2 separate regions of the Mus musculus genome follow, and region 2 is linked to region 1. A link is a contact called in public HiChIP or PLAC-seq data. All regions are on one chromosome and are shown on one strand. Each heading gives the region's core, a stretch centred on a gene start, on an enhancer-like site or on the middle of the called end of the contact. The rest is flanking DNA. Distances are from core to core; before and after follow the strand shown.

Region 1 (4,148 bases), core at 268-2,767:
AGGGATTTCCTTAGTGAGTGAGGGGGTAATTTAGATCCCAGAACCCACATCTGTTGACGCACAATTGCCTGTAACTCCAGCTTTAGGGCATTTAACACCCTCTTCTTACCTCTAAGGATACCTGCCAGTTCCACACAGAGACACAAACATACTCATAGTTCAAAGAAATAAATATTATTAGGTATTTATTTATACTTTAAAAATTATTTTATGGGTACCAATGTGCGCCACATGAGTTTTTGGTGCCCTCAGAAGCCAGAGGTGTGCATCAGATCCTCTGAACTGGAGTAACAATTGTGAGCCACCATTGGGTACTGCGAATCAACTGGGGGTTCTCTGGAAGAGCAGCTAATGCTCTTAACTGCTGATCTCTCCAGTCCTTTAAGTTTTGATATGTAAAATATGACCGACCACCCTTCAAACATTCCTTAAATATTGCATGGCTCAAAGACTGAGACCAACATATCCTAGAGGATAGGTCTGTCCAGAGGGACCCCCACCCACTCAGTGTTTTCATCAGTGCAAGAGACACTTCCTAAGAGGCTTGAAGTCTTTTGAGTCATGAAAGTGAAACAATTTATTTTTTGGATCTTGTAAAGTTGGGTGTCAGCCTAGAGAGAAGGCAAAAACGGCTGTCATGCAGATTTGGTATAAAATAGGTTTTATAGCCCTTACGGCATTTCCCTGTTCCCAAATTCCACACTACTGAGTTCTTCAGGAGGATTCATTCTTATAGGCATTACCCTCTCTCCAGCTTCCCTATCCTATCCGTGCAGGATGCAAAGCTCTTGACATATATCCTGGAGCTCAGATCCTCTCCTTTTATGTTAGTCATGTTAACAGCCTGCAACGTTTCAACCCAATGATAAATTAATAAATGTTAGGCAAGAAAGAACCTGCTGCCGGCTAGGGAATCCAAGGGCCCAATCCTCCTAATTTCCTGTAATCCACCGATGAGCTTTAAACGCGCCTCTTACTACAAATGGACCATAGTTTCTTTATTTCCTTATGGCAGAAAGACTTTCCTGGTAGAGGTGATGGATGGAGTGAGAGTCAGGTGCCTGAACACACAGCGACTCTGTACATTGAAGCGTGTGCGTGAATGCAAAACGGCCCTGGGTGGCAACTCTGGGGTCCACTGGGGACAGCGGTCTAAGTTTTAGGTGTCATTCAATGAGTAACTCTGGCTATACTCTGTTCTTTGGATTTGGATTGAAGACAGGGGACCGTGTTCAGGAGGGGCCGAAGTGGTCAAAGAAGGGAAGCAGGACTCCCAGTTGACTGCACCTGAGAACCAAAAGTGGGGGCTGGTGGATCCTAGAGGATGCCCCAGTGTTCGCAGAAACACATCGCGACAGAAAAAACGACTTTGGCAAAGTGCGGGAGAGAGTGCCCAGAGCGCACCGGAGGCATGGAGAGCCGCTGGTATGTAAGTCCTCCTCCTGTCGGGAGAGGGCGATAGGTAGCACCGCCTCGGGAAAACGGTTTGTCCAAACCTTCCCGCCGCCCAGTCGACGAACGCCCGCGAGCCCCGGGAACGCCGCGCCTCGCTCATTGGCGTGGATGAAGAGGGTGGAGAGCGTCGGCGTACCAATTGGGGACCAGAGAGATGGCTCTCCGCCCTTGGAGCGTCAGCGGAGCGCGCGTGCGCAAGGCCACACGGGGCTCCGGATTGGCGGGGCGAAGCTGACAGTTGTGTGTATGGGGGGTGGGGAGGCGAGTGGGTGAAGGGAGGGAGTGTAAATAGAGCGAAGGCGGTGTCGCCGCCGCCCTGTCACCTCCGAGCGACTCGCCGGGAGCCCAGGTGGAGATGGAAGACGAGCAGGAGCAGCGGCGCAGGAAGGTGGAGGCTGGGAGAGCCAAGGTTAGACGGTAGCATCCTTCTCTCAGCTTTGCGGTGGGGAAGAAATCCTAAAGCGGTTCCGGTGCTCAGACCGCCGCTTGACACAAGCGGTGGCGGTGGAGCAGTGGGAACTGCCGGGCGCTTGTCCTTCCCGCCGCTTCTGCGGAATTCACTTCCTAGGCGCCGCCATCTTGAATCCAGCGCCCTCTGTCTCGCTCCGCCCTATTACACCCACAGCCAATCAGCGTCAGAGACGTACGACTTGTAGGTGGGCCCGAGCGCCATGGGCGGGTCCTGGTCACCTAGCATTCTTAGTTGTTGTGCTTCCGGTGCTCAGGCACTTTCCTGAGACTAAACTGTCCAAGGCTTTTTAAAGACCGTCTTCAGACTTTATTTTCCCAGGGAACCAAGAACTTTGCTCCCTAGTGGTGTCCTGTTGTTGTATTTCGTTGTTCGCTCTCTGGCCGGGCCCCACAACTGCCATACTACCGAGGGTCCTCTTCTCACCTCCTTCTGCCTCAGATTTTGAATTTGTTTGAGACTCTACCCTGGGAACACTTGTGGCTGTTAAGATAGTTGTTTTGTTTTTTTGTTTTGTTTTGTTTTGTTTTTTTCGAGACAGGGTTTCTCTGTATAGTCCTGGCTGTCCTGGAACTCACTTGGTAGACCAGGCAGGCCTCGAACTCAGAAATCCTCCTGCCTCTGCCTCCCAAGTGCTGGGATTAAAGGCATGCACGACCACTGCCTGGCAAGATAGTTATTTGAAAGGTGATGGGGATTCAGAGGAAGAGAAGGTGCGAACATTTTGGAAGTGGATCTCTGGCCAGCTATCATGGCTGTGGAACCAGAGGCTGTGTCCCTACCCTGTACTGTCAGGACAGTATAGCTATAGCCTTCATGAAAGGGCTGTGTTGATTTTGTGGTTCGCCTAGTAACAGCAATTCTTCATTTGTGTCAACAACCCCACCACCACTATCACCCTGCACCCACTTCGAAAAAACATGCAAAATACACAGAGGAAATGAGAGCACAGCAATGTCAGATTACAGGTGCCGGCCAGAAGCCATTGTGGCCCTTATGGGGTATAAGCTGGGCACATGTAGATAGACACTTTGAGAAATGAGGGCATGTGAAGTTTAGTACTTCACCAGGGGAACTGGTGTCTGTACTTGGGTGGGTTTGTGAACCCAATTAGATATCCTTAGGGAGATGGAGGCTAATGAGACGAACCAGAAGGCCACTCATTGAAGGTTCATGGCCAGAGACCAAGTACATGCTGCAGAGGGCGAGCTCTGAGGCAGACAGTTGCATTCAGTGGAGAAGGCAAGAGATTAGAACAGAGTTGGTACTGTAGGCAGTGCCCTTCAAATTTCTCTTCCCACAGATAAGTGGCCTTGTTAATTTCCTCCGCCAACGAAACTGTGCGTTTCTCTTTTCATCAACAGGGGCACATCTGCTTGGGTGGCCTTGGTTGTGATTTGAGGGAATAGATGTCCCCCCACCCCACCCCAGTGAGACGTTGGCACACCAGCGCTTGCCTTTTTGAATAGGGTACGAGGAGGAGATTGTGTGTGAATACAGTCAAAAAGCCTTGTATCTGAGGGACAGAAAGGAGCTACGCTGTGCCTCTGACTGGCAGGCAACATTCTGGGATGCTCCCTAGTGCTTTGCTGCGCTGTGTCAGAAGTAGAGCATCAAGATTCTGCAAAGGAAGATGCTAGATTGACCTGGCTTAATTAAGTTTTTGCTATTTCTGTACCTCGTCTCAGAGTCTATGGCTAAGAAGTTTTGGCTGGGCGATGGATTGCTTCCATTAGGGACGAATGGGGGCAAGAAGGGGATGATCTAGCTTCATGTCATAGTTTTAAGACTTGAATATAGACTTAATTAAGCTCTCAGTGTGTTAAATCGATGCATTTTAAATCTGTTGTAAACTATCCAAGGCTTAGAACAGCCAATCTTTCACCCAGCCATATTGCTTTCTTTTTGCCTGCTTGTAGGCATCATTAATAGCCATTTGTAGACTCCGTGTCATTTTTGAGCTTCATGCCAAGGGCATCGATGTCAGTGAAGGCAGTGTTTTCTGGGAAAGCGGTCGCTCGCCCCCGTGCGGCTGAGTGGTTGGCGCTAGCGCGGACCTCATGCTCCCCACAAGTGTGGTGACCTTGTGGTTTTGTTACTTCTTCCTGGTTTACCTCTGCTTCTACTACTGCTCTCAATTTTTCCGCAGCTTGCTAACTTCCGACAGAGAAAAACAAAAGGTGACTGTCCGAATTCGAAGAAAAAGACGGCGAAGAGGAAGGGT
Region 2 (3,835 bases), core at 355-2,854, 280 kb before region 1:
CACGGCTCTTTGTCTACACAGAAACGCAGGTGGTGGAAGGGCTGCTGGGTAGGGATGTATCCCTGGGCTGAGACCTCCAGAGCACTAGACCCTGCTCCTTCTGTATAAAGCTCATGAACTGGCACCGGACCAGCTAGAAAAGGACGAATACAGCCAGCTGTGTGAAGGGTCTGCCCAAGTTCCTTGGTTAGAACGCCCGTAAGCCACAGCTGACTGCTCTACCTGGGCTACACCCCCCTCCCCCATCCTGAGGCTGCATCTGCAGTATCATCTACCCATCCTGGGGAATATAGGTTAAGTAAATCAGGGTCACAGGTCCAGAGTCAGCCAATGCTATGTAGCCTGCTGGGGTTAGCAGACTGGAGTGCTGGTGCTGTGTATTTTCCTGACCACCCTTTATTCATCACCTCAAGATCCGCCAGGCCTGCTGACAGGGCATGGCTCTGAACCCAACCGGGAGACCTCTATGACTGTCGCTGTGTGATACCATGCATCTGCTACATGACAGGCCCCTGCTCTTTGGCTCAGAAGAGCACATCCTAGAAAGCCCAGCATGGGAATCATGGCTGCCAGTGTGTCTATTCCTGTGTCCGTCAGGGTATCCATCAATACCCAGGGACACACCAGGCCCTGCCCTGAAGGGCTTAAGCTGTCTTTATTGTGCAACCACCCTATAAAGGAAATAGCTCAGCTTGTGGAGGCTCCAAAGGCCAAGAAAAAAAGCCACATGTACAGCATGAAGCCACAGCCCAAAGCCAATGGCCTGATGCTCAGGTTGGGGCGGTGGGTGGGCATGAGATTACTGCCAGGAAGAACATGTGTCCACCATGGTGACATATACTGTAGGGCTGGCATGAGGAGGACAAAGGACACAGTCTCACTGAGTCCTAGGAGTCACTGTCACTTTTCTTTACAGACTTTTATTATTAATGATGCTGAAATTTGTAACCAAGTTTTTGTATTATAATGACTATACCACTCTTCTGGAATTTGCTCTGGGTAAGGATGGTTCTGGCTTTATCTGGAGCCCAGATGTTATCAACACACACACAGAGACACACAGAGAGAAACAGAAATAAAAAGAGACTCTTATACAAATACATCCATGTGGTTAGTGTTGACAACTTGGATTTCCATAATAAAGATCGAAAGATCAAATATCTTTTGCAAGTTAAGTATTTAACTAAGCCAAAGTGACGGCTACGCAGAAATCACCAGCACTGGAGAAAGCCACGTTTGTGGCTCACACCAGAAAGCTGGGCTGCATAGTCCCAAAGGCGGTATTTGGAATGAAACAACCAGAAATATTTCCTGGAACTTCTTTTGGGAATCACAGAGTTTGTTCACCATATATTTTCTTCTATGTTACACTGGACAGTTGACTCTGAGTGGGTAAACATCCCACACACCGTAGCAACAGGAAGTCCACAGCCCAGGAGTGTCCTGGTGCCTAGTACCCGAGAGGAGAGGGCCTTTTTCTCTTCAAGGTTCCAGAGACCCGATGCTGATGCTGTGACTCACTCAGCTTTGAGGCCCTCCCCTTCCTCTCCCCCTCCTCTCCTGATCCCTCCCCTCTTTGCACCTCCCTCCCTCCCTCCCTCCACCCTCCCTGGCTCTCTCCTCAGCTCTGGGCTCTGACTGCAGCAAGCAGAGACAACCTCTCACTCTGCCTTTCCCAGCGCCCACCCTGACCCTGGCCCACATTTGACGGTGACTCGCAGGCCAGCCAGAAACATGAGGCTGGCCCACGCTCTGCTGCCCCTGCTGCTACAAGCCTGCTGGGTGGCCACACAGGACATCCAGGGCTCCAAAGCGATTGCCTTCCAAGGTGAGTAAACTGGCTGTGCTCCCTGTGTGCTGTGTTTAGCTGCCTGAAGGCCTGAAAGTTGATGGGGCTCAATACCCCACAAGGTACTGTCCGGTGTCCCACCTCCCCCCCACCCTTTGTCTTAATCTTGTGGAGAGCCACTAAGAAGGGGACTTTCCCCTTGTCCAAGCCTGCATTCTATTTGGTTCCTGTCTTGAAGCAGCTATATAATACCCGGCTCCCAGCCAAAAGGCCCTGGAGTCCTGTCACCCCGAATCTTGCCATGCTAGGGAGATGACAGGTTGGTAAACTCCAGAGGGACTGAGCAGCAAGGGGAGCCTGGTCCATTTCTGTCCTGAGCGAATGACTGATAATCTCTCTTTGCTTGATAGCCAGCATAGGTAACCTGCCTCTTCACAACTCAGGGGGAGGTCATAGATCTGGTGGCTTTGGGTTGAGACCATAAGGAGAAATAGTCCAGTTCTCCCAGGCAGCCCCTGCACTCTGTAACTGGCCAAGGCCACTGTAACTGAGCAAGGCTCTGTCCAAGGACAGGACACCCTGAGACTTGGCTCTCACTCAGACCCTGCTGGGTGTTACCCACCAGGCAGGTGAGGGGCTGGGGCTGCACTGATCACCTGCTCGGAGCTCTGCTGGTGAGAATGGATGGTGTCTGGCCAGGAAGCCCCTGGCCAGAATGGGGATATGTGAATGGGGCCTTGTGCCCCCAGTGGGGCTCAGAGCATGGCTCATGGGATCTTCTCTGGCTCAGACTGCCCTGTGGATCTATTCTTCGTGCTCGACACCTCGGAGAGTGTGGCCTTGAGGCTGAAACCTTATGGGGCCTTGGTGGACAAGGTGAAGTCCTTCACTAAGCGCTTCATTGACAACCTGAGAGACAGGTAGAATGAGCTTGCCTTGGCCTGTCCTGTAGCTCTGTGGTCCTGGGGTGGGGGTAGGGGTGGGGGTGGGGGTGGGGGACTGGACCTGCAGGTAGAGCTGAGCCTTAACTCCACATTCCAGAAGCTGTCCAGAGCTCCATCCCATGTCTCTGCAGCTCAGAGGGACAGGAGAGAGGATGAGTGGGTGGGAGAAGGGACAGCGGGGAGAGAGGGAAGTCACCTTGTCAATAGGGCTGAGAAGACCGTTCTGAGTATAGAGTTGTGAGGTCTCCATACTCCAAACACACAGACAGGGTCTGAGGAGTCTGCCAGATGTGTAGCTATGCCTTGTGGCCAGAGTTCCCACCTGTCCACATGGGCACTAGAGCCTTCACCTAAGTCCTGGGCTGAACATCCCCAGTGTCTTCATCACAGGGCCTGGGAGGAGGGGACTGTGGGACATAGCATGCTTCATTCACTCTCTTCCTCCCTCCCTCCTCAACGGGGCACTGGGAGCAGAGGGTGTGGCCGAGGGCAGGCCCTGAGGAAGGATGCAGATCGTGAGTCTCTTCCCCTAGCAGGGTCCCCACAGTCAGTCACTGTGAGGACAGGAACTTAGCCCATACATGCTATCTTAGGCCTCAATCATGCTAACTACCCATCCAGGGCCCGGGGCTCTCTGCCCATGGAGATAAGTGAGCTCCAGCAGACTGGGGTGATCCAGCTACCCCCAAGGCTGTCCACCTCGGGGACCTGAATTTAGGGAAAATGTCTGAGCCTGGTAGGGAGGAAAAAGTTGATCTAAGTACAGATAACAGTGGGTCTCCTCCATTCCTTTACTTAGCTTCTGGTGTCTCAGGATCCCACCTGTGAAATGGGGTGAAACTACATATAATTCTATTAGCTTCACTATAGGGGCCTTGGTCACTCTGTCTCTTGAAAATACATATGTGGGCCCCCATCTCAGATCCTAGACAGCTGTGGGGCCAGATGCTACAGAGCAGGGTAGAGGGAACTCGACCAACTTCAGAAACCACCATGCTCTAGTTAAATCTGGCTTGTGCCTGACTCTAGTCCCACCCAGTCTTCTGCAGTGTGTGGTGGTGGTCTGGGACCCCCAGCTGGGGGTCACCTTTAAGTCTCAGTT

What was found. HiChIP or PLAC-seq counts read pairs in DNA pulled down with a chosen protein or histone mark.
Region 2: an Esrrb HiChIP or PLAC-seq map of embryonic stem cells shows a contact between it and region 1, with 8 times the contacts expected there. The contact joins the promoter of Col6a1 here to the promoter of Pcnt in region 1. A contact is called at or near these places in 21 of 39 promoter capture datasets (the 3T3-L1 cell line, 3T3-L1-derived adipocytes, the HPC-7 cell line and 13 more), 6 of 15 datasets of contacts at CTCF or cohesin (CD8 T cells, the NIH/3T3 cell line, embryonic stem cells and 3 more), 152 of 484 Hi-C or Micro-C datasets (the 63-12 cell line, the AML12 cell line, the AtT-20 cell line and 87 more), 37 of 115 datasets of contacts at active chromatin or transcription factors (CD8 T cells, the NIH/3T3 cell line, PVALB interneurons and 24 more) and 5 of 9 other capture datasets (adipose tissue, embryonic stem cells, liver and 2 more).

The regions. Positions count from the first base shown.
Region 1 is chr10:76,440,281-76,444,428 of GRCm38.p6, reverse strand. It overlaps Pcnt (pericentrin (kendrin)), which reads left to right and starts at 1,517. Exons shown (of 42, transcript NM_008787.3): 1 at 1,517-1,864; 2 at 4,074-4,148. The coding sequence starts at 1,811.
Region 2 is chr10:76,723,813-76,727,647 of GRCm38.p6, reverse strand. Col6a1 (collagen, type VI, alpha 1) reads left to right here and starts at 1,604. Exons shown (of 35, transcript NM_009933.4): 1 at 1,604-1,828; 2 at 2,580-2,709. The coding sequence starts at 1,735.